2 separate regions of the Mus musculus genome follow, and region 1 is linked to region 2. Evidence: chromatin contacts called from public Hi-C data. All regions are on one chromosome and are shown on one strand. Each heading gives the region's core, a stretch centred on a gene start, on an enhancer-like site or on the middle of the called end of the contact. The rest is flanking DNA. Distances are from core to core; before and after follow the strand shown. Region 1 holds the start of Kcnq5 (potassium voltage-gated channel, subfamily Q, member 5). Region 2 overlaps Kcnq5 (potassium voltage-gated channel, subfamily Q, member 5).

Region 1 (5,889 bases), core at 500-2,999, 71 kb after region 2:
AACAGTAGTAAACTTCAAAGCCACGGAAAGCTTTCTAATGCCTAAGGGAAAAATAAACATTTGCTTCCAACCATTTTCTCATTTTCATTCTCGCATACTCTGCTAGATGGTGAGGGCTTAGTCAACACACACACACACACACACACACACACACACACACACACACACACACACACTTTATCTCGGCGCCATAAGTGTCAACTAAACACACTGCTTGCTTCAGGTCACAGCTGGCCCCTGTGCATTTCCACTACAGCACCTCTGGCCATGTTCCTGAACCCCAGTTCTCCACTTTCAGCTGGCACTGCCTGCCACAGAGCTTGGGTAGCCCTCTAGACTCTGACCACCTCTATGTGGCAATGACTACTACGTGCACTGACAGATTTTCCGTTGATGACAGCTGTGATGGTGGCCAGGCGTGTTTCCGGGCGCGCTTACAACCTAGTCTCTCTCTCTCTCCATCACGTAGCAGCTTCCTCTGCTTGACCCCAGAGCTGACTGTGGACCCACTCTTAACCTTCTCCTCGCCACTCCATCCCACCCGGTCATGCCCTCCCAGTCTCTCCAGTCTCGGGATGGTGCACAACCTCCCGGAGCTATCCCCAGCTCCTGGGCGCCCCACTCAGTTAACTTTCCGCATATCAGGACCTAATCGCTCCCGATTATCTGAGTCGCCTAAGTCCGGCTTCTGCCTTCAATCACCCAGGTACCTGGAACTGACCCGTTAGTCCCTTGGGTGCTTTGGGGCAAAAGGGCTCTATGTGAACCAGAGCGAGAGGTGGGACGAGAGAGATTGAGGGCTCCAGAGGGCCGATGGCAACACGTGCAAAGAAATAAAAACCACCACGTGTGTGTAGCTCTGCGTGTGAGCGCGCACGCGTTTCCGCGCCTAAGGCCAGGGCGCGGGCGCCAAGTGCGCCCCGGGGCTCCCCAACAGAGGGCATGGCTAGGGGCACACGGGGTCGGAAGTGGGGGCGCGGGTACTCACACGAACGCGTGGTAGACGAACGCCCAGCCGCGGGGTCGCTCCAGCACGTTGTACAGATAGTTCTGCACCCGCCGGTACTTGACGTTGCGCCGACAGCTCTGGCTGCTGGTGTAGGAGAGCGGCTTCCCCAGCAGGCTCATTCGGGCCCCCTGCTTGCCCCGGCGGCTCTCTCTCAAGCCGCCGCCGCCTCCGCCGAGCGCCGCCGCGCGGGTGCCGAGCAACAGCAGGCCGTCGCCCCTGGCGGCCGCCGAGTTCAGCAGCACCCTGCCGCGGCCGGACTCCACATCCTTCATGCCGCTGCCCGGGCGCCCCCCACCCGCGCCTGCCGCCGCCGCCGCGCCGCTCCTCACCCAGAGCCCGGCGGCACCGCCCTCCTCTCCTCCCGCGTGGTGGCGGGGCATGGCATCACCACGGGCACCGCGAGGGGGGCGCTGGCGCCTGCGGCGGGGGCAGCGGCTTCATGTGCGCGGGCAGGTCTGCAGGAGGAAACCCGCAGCCGACGGGGCGCCCCGGGGGGGCGGACTAGCCTAGAGTCGGGGCTCCGGGCGGGGGCGGCGGGGTGTGCGGAGCAGGCCCGGGGAGGTCCGGATTTCTGCCGCTTCCAATTCCAAATCCGGACCTGTTGGGGGCGTCACTTTGTGAGGTGTCCCTCGCTTTCCTTTAGTCTGGTGGCTGCCACTCCCTCCTCCCCGAGGAGTGTCGGCACACGGGACTGAGGGTGTGCGGGATGCCCGGAGGCACGCTCGCACGCGTGCACACCCAGCAGGGTTCGAGTCTGTCTGTCCCCTGCACCCCGGCAGAATACCGGCTTGACCCTAAGTCGGTCTCCCAGGATGAGTTTGGTTCGGTTCTTCCTGGGACTCGGAGCTGTCCGGAGGGCGAAGTCTGCCTCTTGAATAAACTGGACGAGCGGGTCTCTGGGCTTCTCCCGCTGCTATGCCGCGCCTGGTCCTGCCATCCTCGGGTGATGGGTGTGGGCAGGAAAGGTTCTGTCCTACCCTCCAGGTTTTGGCTAGCCTAGGAGCGAGCCAGCGGGGGCTAAGCTTCTGGCAGTGGCGCTTGGGTTCCCGCGCTGGGGACCAGCCCACCGCAGTTCAATGGACACACCCGGAGAGAGCCAGGCAGGGACCCAGCAGCTTCCCGCGACTCAATCCAGCCTGCAGGCTGTGACTTTCCATCCTAGCCTCAGACAACAAGCCTGCGAGTCGCAGAACATCCTTCCCATCCCCAGGGGTGGGGTGTGGGGAGGGCGTAAAACTCCAAAGTAGCTCCTTCGTGGTGAGGGAGCTCCTCCTGACAGAGCAGCCTGGGAAAAGGAGCCCACTTCTCTCCTTCCAGAAATTTCCATGTAAGTGAAAGAAAGTCATAAAACTGCTTAAATCTCCGCCGCGACTGTGGCGTCCCCAGGGAGTTCGAGAGGGATCATGGAGGATAGTGAGTCCAGGACCTGCCTCTCAGACAGGATGCTGTAACTTACAATGTTAGAGAAAAGGGAACCACTGACTGCATCCCCCACCACCTCTGGAAAATGGGCGCCCCAAAGCCCATCTCTTCTCTTGGATGAGAGTGAGATTATGGTGCTGCTGGCTCAGAACTCCGCCTTTCAAAAATATTGTTAGCAATTAAACAACAGATTCAGCGATGGGGAAACTGAGAGGACACCAGGATTGGGAACTCCTTCTAATAGAGCAGCCTTCCTCCCAAATATTTAAAAAAAAAAAAGTAATAATCGCCAAGTTCAACTGAACTATGCTTTCAACACAAAGTCATGGTAGTCAGTAGCAAAGTGGCCATCCCTGAGCCTTTTTTCACTTCCATGAATACCAGCCAACACTAAGGCAAAAATCTTATCTTGGTTGTCTCACCCATAGCAGATAATACTCTACCAACACACCCACACATACACCCCGTGCATACACCCACGCCCACAGACAGCTGCTTTCTACAGTCAGAACGTCAGCTAAGAGTTTTACTTTTATTTTTATCGTTATTGTTTTGTGAAGACCTCTTCCTGGTTCTTACTCAGCAAGACCTTGTTTCCCTTCAAACCTCTGGGCAGTAGGCACTACTAACCCCTAGCGCTGTGCAGCTGGCAGCAGTACCACGTGTGAGCCAAGCATCAACACTCAGAGTCACTCCTGCTTTCCTCTAATACACTTCACACCCACACACCGTGGAGGTGCTAGAGAGGTTGCTCCGTGCCCTGCTATTCAAGGCAGATGCAAAGAGAATGTCCTGGAATAAGCTCTCCAATCCTAGAGCTGCGTGGAGACCCCTGGCTGAAGGTGGGAGCTGAGGTGGGGGGTAGTTCGGTGCAGCTATATTTAGACTCCCCGTGGAGTTTCTGTGCAGGGACTTTCAGGGTGAAAGATGTAGAGACTTAAAATGACTCGTGCACACGCTGTCGGCATGAAAAAAAAATCCTAGCTTTGCTGAAAATAAGAAAATGAAAAGGCCACTTCCCCTTTAAAGGAAGCTGTTTTCTTTGCTGCAAACTTCAACTGAGATTAGATCACCTTTGCCTCACTCTGGGGCCTGGCCCCACACACAGGCAGGAAATCTCTTTAAGGCAGGACTCAAGAGCGTGTTTCCCCTTCTGAAAGGCCCAGGAACTCAGCTGCTTAATGTCCAAATGATGGTTTCCTAGGATGCAGGGATCATACCAGGGAAGCTATGATGTCTATTTCGAAAATGTTAATAAACCCGGGTGGGAAGGTGGCAAGGACATCTGCAATTAGTAAGGGTTATAGACGTCTAAGACATTTGTAACTATCTTTTTTGAGTGCCATCCACTTAATCACAAACCCAGAGAAGGGGGCTTGTCTGTGTATTCACAGACAGGATGGGCCACTAGGAACCCAGCATCCTGACTCCCAGTTGGAGTACCCATTCTGCTGTTGGTGCAAACCCTAGGGGATCATCCTGCTTGTTCAATCCCAGAAAGGAAAGTCTAAGAGACTCTGTTCATACCTGTTCCTAGGCCTTGATCTGTGCCATGTTTTCCTTGTAACCCAGTGACTTCTCTAGATAGGCAAAAGTCAACTTTGAGGAAAAGAAAGTGTTTGTAATTAAGCTTTTATTGTTGTTGCTGCTCCTTTGAATACAGGTGTTGCTAGGAAACTGCCTTTTATTTCTTGCTGAAATATCAGTAGGCATAGTGAGCCATGCATGAAATAATGTAACATTATTTCATGAGTAACAATTACACTAAAATATTATGAAAGGGTAATAGTAAAAGTACATGACAATTCCACTTATTTCTTTATTTTGGTTTTGTGCCACAAGATCTCACTCTGTAGCCCATGCTGTCCTGAGGATACATATTTAGCCGAGGCTGGCCTCTAACTTGTGATTACCTCTCTGCTTGTATCTTGAATGTTGTGATTTCAAGAATCAAAAGGCCTATGCAAAGAATCACTCTAAATAAACTACCAGTGTTTATGGCTAGTGTAGAAGATGTGAGTTGATTGACAGACCTCATCCCTTAAGATGGTTTTGCTTTAGCCTGGCAATGGTGGTCCATTCCTTTACTTCCACCACTCAGCAGGCAGAAGCAGGCTGATCTCTGTGAGTTTGAGGCCAGCCTGGTCTACAGAGCAAGTTCCAGGTCAGCTAGGGTTACATAGAGAAACCCTGTCTCAAGAAAGAGGGTAAGGGTGCTTTCAACTACTCCTTTGTGGTGCCTGCCTGAAATTTATGGTCTTGGAAACTAAATTCCCTAAAGTCTATAGAAGCGATTTTACTTGAATATAGTTACTAGAAAATAATTGATTTCAATGCCTTTTCTGTCCTGTTATATTTTCTTACTGAACAGTACTCTGAGATAGCATCATTAGAAATGCCACCTATAGGCTAGAGACAAAGACATATTGTAGCACCTACACAGGGAGGTTAAATAAAGCATCACTATTACATTCTTCCTTTTCTTGTTCAGGGCTATGCATTCTACTGTTTGTCCCAGTCCTCCCAACAGAGCATAGACTCACAATCAAGCTCATGTGCACTGTTCTGATGAGCTTGTGTGATATCAGAGATACTACACAGAGATACAGATACGTTTTGCTCCAGTGTGACATGCCTGGGCTAATCAGAGTAGCAATAACAAAACAAGTTGAAAACTTAGAACAGTAAGAATATTTACTAATGTAAAATGATGGAACTTCTTGCTTGCTCAGTGACTTGCACCAAGCCTAGTCATAACAATAGGCTTGAAATCAGGGCAGAAGCCCCTGACTTCCTGAAAGAATGCCCTTTAAACTATACCATCCATGTCTGTAGCTTTTATTCCCTCTGTGGTAATCCATAATCGAGCCAATAAGCATAGCAGCTGTACTGCATTTCGTAGGTATCTATCATTATAATCAATGGCCATATTAAAAATAGCAGTGTGGTGTGGCAAAGTACTCTTTTTTAATGCAGAATAATAATTCCTAAGAGATATGACACACACCTCTTAGGTGTTTCTCCAACAACCTAAAGCCAGGGAACTCACCACAATATCAGAGACCATCTGTACTGGCTAGTTTTGTGTCAACTTGACACAGCTGGAGTTATCACAGAGAAAGGAGCTTCAGTTGAGGAAATGCCTCCATGAGATCCAACTGTAAGGCATTTTCTCAATTAGTGATCAAGGGCGAAAGGCCCCTTGTGGGTGGGACCATCTCTGGGCTGGTAGTCTTGGTTCTATAAGAGAGCAGGCTGAGCAAGCCAGGGGAAGCAAGCCAGGAGAAGCAAGCCAGTAAGGAACATCCCTCCATGGCCTCTGCATCAGCTCCTGCTTCCTGACCTGCTTGAGTTCCAGTCCTGACTTCCTTGGTAATAAACAGCAGTATGGAATTGTAAGCTGAATAAACCCTTTCCTCCCCAACTTGCTTCTTGGTCATGATGTTTGTACAGGAATA
Region 2 (5,894 bases), core at 2,925-5,424:
AAGTATAGGCATTCATATATGCCCATAATGTAACATATTTAATGAATCCTATAGAAGCCCCCATAAGGCTAATGAGGCCACTGTCATAATAAATCTATTATTCTCTCACACAATTTTATTTCCATTGCATTTATTCAGTGGCTGGTCTTTTTCCTCTCCAAACACTGCAGATAAAAAATTAGTTAATTATTATTCAGCTCTCCATGCTAGGTGCCCACCTCGGGATGTAAGCAAAAGAAAGCACAAGAAAATTTTAAATAGGCTCTGCTATTAAAGTGGATAGATCTTTTACATTTCAGTTACAGGGTGTGAAGAGAAATGGCTTAGTGGTTAAGAGCTACTGATCCACCAGAGGACCTGGGTTCAATTCAAGTACCCACATCAGGTAGCTTACCACTGCCCATAACTTCAGTGCCAGGCAATCTGATGTTCTCTGGCCTCTGAAGCCACCTGCATACATATGGTGTACATTAATTTAAAGTAATAAGTATTTTTGATTTTATTTCCATTACTGAAATAGTTTTTAAAAGATCTTTCAAACCATTTCAACTGATACAAAAGTTTCATTTCAACCTCAAAATTTTGATTCTAGGTGTATTTAAGCATCTGCTTTTATGAGATAATAATGTCTACATTTGCAATGGTCAATGTGCTTCTGATTTGAAATATTCAGTGATGTTTTTGGTGGTGTTGGGTTTGAATACATGCGCCTCATGCTTACAAAAGAAAGCATTCTACCAACTGAGAAATATTCCTAGCCAAATAATTATTTTGAAAGCAGACAACATAACTACACTTTCAGTAACATTTTTAATTAAATTAAATTTTATAGTGCTTGATATTTCTGATTTCTGCTGCCTCATTAAAACAAAATTGCAAAGTTAATTATCCAAGCTTTTCATAGAGCAATAATTTCTGAAATAATAACTTAAAAAATTATGTAAGCATAATTTCTTATTTTAATAGTTTTATATTTTATTTAGTTTTCACATATAATTTCATTTTTTAGTAAGACAGAAACACCTGAAAGAATTTTTAAAAAGGTTACATTATAAAAGACTTCATATTTTATTTTAGAGAAATTGGGCCTGTCAAAATTGTAACAATATAACAAATTACTTCCCAGATTGAAGCAATTAAAGTACAAAATATGAAAGATCTTTTGTGTTAAAATTTAGATCTAATAATTGCTTTGAATTTGTTCCAGTCTTATATTTTAAAGTGACTACCTGGTCTTATAAAAAATCACACTTTACAAATTTTATTTCTTATTGCCTATGCTTTATTTAAAAACATACTTTGACAGCAAAGCCTTCACATGGATTTTAAGAACAGTTACATGAAAAAGTTAAGTTCCTTAATTTTCGTCTATTTAAACTTTCTAACTGCACAGAGAGAACAATGTCCACATGGGGAAGCAGCAAGTGTTTCTTCTCCTCCGTGGAGGCAATTGTGCCATCTGTCCTGATCATACTTAATAAGCACCAAGAAAGGCAGTACACAGCTTCCGCATGAAATTGATTGTTGACAGAAGCATGGTGCATTCTCCTGATCGAGATATGTGTCGGCAAGGTTTAGCTTCTAGACAAGCATAAGTGGTTATCAGAGACCACCAGGGTACATCGAGAGCATCACTCCACTTCCCCATGTGTTTGAGGGGCTCTGTAAATGTGAATTGGACTAGAGAAAACAAACAAACAAACAAACAAAGAAACCTATACATTAGGTAGGAAAGACCGAGCGGCAATAAAAACAGAAACCAATGGGAAACATGACTAGTTGAGCTCATTTTCAGAAAGACACCGAGAGAAGATCAAGCGCAAAAAAAATCTAAAGGTAGACAAAGTAGTGTGGAGTCAGTGGCTCTCCTTGATAGTTACACACTGAGGGAGGCCATAATACAGCTTGAAACTGAAATATCCTTTCTAGAAATCACTTGTTCCGTAATGCAGCGGCATGGTAATCTTTTAAATGTAGTAACTGATGGGGAATTGGAAGACAAAGAGAGACAGCAGATTTTCTGTTTACCACCAAACCAAACAAAGCATCTAAGCAAAGAGGAAACATTATATTTAATGTAATAGAAATAACACCTATTTTGCTGATAATTATTTTTCAGAGAAACTAAAATTACATTTTCAAAAGGAGTAAAAAGATGAATGAAAAATTTAAGCTCCCATGATTTCCTACTTTTATTAGGAAAGAGTTGATAATAAAGTGATTATTTGTATATTACAATTTATATGTGATTTTGTTTTAGAAAAGCTGTGAATACACAATGTATGAATACAAGGAATCTATTAATACTAGAGAAAGTCAGAGAAGCAGTTCAGTTCATAAAGAACATGTATACTCTGAACACAGGTCTTAAAGACATAAGTAATGAGCTTGAGCATACTTTGGTATATATATGTTTGTAGAAAATATTTAATTTAATACTCTAGTATGACTTCATGAACATAGAAATATATATATGGACATCTATAGCTGACCCTATAAAAACAAAACTTAAAAAGACTGTCTTAGTTACTTTCCTATTGTTATGATAAAACAGTATGACAATATATAGAAGGAAGAATTTGGTTTGGGCTATGGCTCCTGAGAGCTCAGTACATCACCATCACAGGGGCAAAACATAGATGCATATAGACATGGTAGATGGAGCTGGAAGCTAAGAGCTGAGGGTTACTCCTAGAATCACACACAGAAAGCAGAGAGAGCTAACTGGGAATGACACGTGGCTTCTGAAATCTCAAAGTCCACCGCCAGTGACACATGTCTCCGCATGGCCACACCTTCCCCAAACAGGACCACCAACTGAGCACCAAGCTTTTAAATGCCACAGACTATGATGGACGTTCATCATTCAGACTACCACAGTAACCTTCTGAACCACCGAATTATGATAATTAAACTGTCTGAGGTTATCAAGATCAGCTGAGGAATAAGAGCATTTTAACTGCATTTTACGTATGGGTGTGTGCATGTATGTACTGCCCCATGTGAACAGTGAGGAGATGAGAGATCCACTTGCAAGAGTCAGTTCTTTCCTTCCAGAAAATGGATCCCAGAGATTGAAGTTGGATTTTCAGGATCTGGGGCACATACCATTAACTGCTAAGCAATCTCAGGAGAGTGATAAATATTTGTCTTCATGATTGGTAACCACATTTTTTGAAGGGTCAGTTAAACCCTCTCTACTTAGTTGAAAAATAAAGCACAAACAGAATTGGATAAATGAAAACCACATTTTAAAATAAATAGTGTAAATAAATACTGCAAATCAAGGGCTATCTGAAACCGCTGGCATGTGCTCCATCTAAATCACCCTGTTGTGCTGAGATGGATTGTTTGCGAAACCTCCTTCATAACAGTTTAAGTCTACCTAAGGCACATTGTTCTGGCCAAATAAAATAGTTTTAAAGAAATAGCTTAACAAGTTAATTTCAGCCTGGATGGTTTTGTTGGATTGGAACGACCCTGTTCTCAGTTCTAAAAACAAAACAAAAACAATAACAAACAAACAAACAAACAAACAAAAAGTATCAACTGAGAGAGGCAGATACTTAACATACAATTCCAGAATAATAAATGATCAAGGGAGCCCAAGAACATAAAATAGGGCTATCCGACTAACATCTACAGGAGATGGCATGGATGCTGACCTTACAAGAAATGAGAATGTGAGGAGAAAAGTATGAGAAGATGTGAAAGGGGTGGCAGAATGGACCAGTTAGAGAGTGATGCTCACTCTTATCCCTGAGGGCTATAGTCTGCCCCAGTTAGAGGCTACGTCTCTGTTGGTTGTAGGGAACCAGCTCAGGACTCTAGCAAGAAGGACATAATAGCTCTGAATCTTAAGACGATTTCTGTAGCTGAGCGAAGGGTCAGATGAACTGAAGCAGTCCAGGAAGGAGGTGGTTTGTATAGAAGAAAAGTTAAAAGTGGTTTGACACTGGTCAGTAAAAAGGAAAGGAGGAAGATTGCTAAAATGCATTAAAATTGAGTTCAAGGTGCTGAGAGAGGACTGAATTTAGGACTATAATGGACATCAAGGATCTCTCATTCCCCAGTTCCAAGAGATGAAAAAAAGGCTGCAACATCAAATGTGGAGGACATGGGAGAAAAACACCACTGCTTATCTGATGCTGGGCAGTCCTCAGGCAGCCTTCAAGAATTTCCAGAGTGGCTCCAAACAAGAGAAGTTTTGTTCCTTGAAATATGCAAACATATCTTTCTGTACTTCAGCCAACGCTATTTATTGCATCATCTCAAGGTTTAAGGTTTTTTATCAGGTTTTTTCTTTTTAATGCTCTTTCTTAAACCTTTCATATGCTATTCAAGAAAGGGGGGGGGGAGAGATACAAAAGAAAAAGAAACAAAGAAAAAGGAAGGAACACTGTTTCTTTACCCTTGGCCAGTAACTCAAGAATGTCTACTTTTATTTCCCTCGAGCCACATGAATCTGCAATCATGCTTGGCTTCTACCTCTGATCTAGGCAACCCTTCATTGCTAAATAGATTTTAGAGCTTTATCTTCATTCAGCTTCAGTTTCATGGTGCATTTCTGTTGAAGTCATTTGTCTGTGAATGGTAACTTTCCTCTTAAGAAATATTGTAGGAGAATATATACAAACAAAGATCTTTAACACACACACACACACACACACACACACACACACACACACACACATATTTGCCTAAAACTTCTGTCTTCAATAATCCTAATGTGCTATCAAAATATTTAGGTGAATATTCTAAGAAATAATGATGTAATGATTCAGAGTTTATTTGCTATATTAAAAGCCATCCCGTAATATTTTGAATTGCTTTCTCTATTTGCACAAGCTTATGATAATTTCGAGCTGTAGAATTTATAGTGCTGTTTGCAAAACTATCAATTTGACCAATAATTTGTTAGCAGTATTTTATTTCTAAAGGTAGTAATATTTTTGCTTCTTGTTTCTGAGAAACAAAAAGGAAGTGGTCTAAAGATATATTCCAGATATTAAGCTAAACGGACTAATTTCACAAGGCCTTAAGTTAAGGTAAAAGCACTGGAATTTGTGTGATTTTTAGTTCAGCTACATTAAAAATTTGGCTCACAGTTTTGTTAAGTGTTGTTGGACGCTAGAGCTTTAATTAAAACTTCTTTTTTACCTTAAGAGGTTATTTCACAAATAATCTTTTCTACAAGGTATGCAAAATTAGAATTTATTCCTCCCTTAGAGAGTCATTCTTATAAATAAAGCTAGGAGAAATTCTCCTTCCTAATGTCTTCATAAAAGTCCAGGATATATTGATGTTATTGCTGCTTATTACAAATTAAATTAGCAAACAGTTATGTGGCCAGGTCATGAGAGCTAAAAGAAAGTGCAATCTGTCTCTGGACTTATAAAATATCTAACAATTCTAGATTAGGCTTCACTTTTGACTCATCTGTTGATGGGGGATGGGAGAGATCCTGCTGGGGGTTAGCTGAGGTGTGGCCTTGAAGACTTTGCTGGCTCCTAAGCTGGAATCTGTGATGGGCGTCGTGGACTTCCCCTTCTGGGCATGTACCTAGGTCTTAACTGCTTTAGGACTCACTTGATGTCACTTGCTTCTCAAACAAGCCCCTGAGACACATGATAAGGGAGTAAAGCAGGATTAATTACAGTCAAACCATAAGCTGCGATGCTTGGTATTCTGTATTGACATTTTACTCACAGAAGCTTAATCCAGCAGTGTAAGTAATGAATGGTGTTCCAAAATAAGGATACTTAAGCCTGATCTAGCAAATTTGATTAATTTTCAAATTAATCAAAGTTCAAGTTAGTCATTTCATTTCGACATTAAAACAAATTAAGTGACCAAGAATAAAAATTGCCTTGTTAAAGGCTTCTTGCATGAAC

What was found. A called contact is a pair of places that touch in the nucleus more often than the background predicts.
Region 1: a Hi-C map of Sertoli cells shows a contact between it and region 2, with 2.4 times the contacts expected there. The contact joins the promoter of Kcnq5 here to the enhancer-like site in region 2. A contact is called at or near these places in 3 of 39 promoter capture datasets (the C10 cell line and liver), 7 of 484 Hi-C or Micro-C datasets (the C10 cell line, the G1E-ER4 cell line, Sertoli cells and 4 more), 1 of 115 datasets of contacts at active chromatin or transcription factors (the 230-238 cell line) and 2 of 9 other capture datasets (adipose tissue and liver).

What each region holds. Positions count from the first base shown.
Region 1 is chr1:21,960,193-21,966,081 of GRCm38.p6, forward strand. It overlaps Kcnq5 (potassium voltage-gated channel, subfamily Q, member 5), which reads right to left and starts at 1,750. Exons shown (of 14, transcript NM_023872.3): 1 at 989-1,750. The coding sequence starts at 1,389.
Region 2 is chr1:21,886,612-21,892,505 of GRCm38.p6, forward strand. All of the region lies in intron 1 of Kcnq5 (potassium voltage-gated channel, subfamily Q, member 5), which reads right to left. Among named protein-coding and RNA genes, the nearest start is that of Kcnq5, 72 kb to the right of the region's middle. Within about 2 kb of position 4,175, at least 6 of the 459 cell types and tissues checked have an H3K27ac peak or open chromatin away from gene starts, as enhancers often do. A contact at or near this core is called in Sertoli cells, where this site is marked.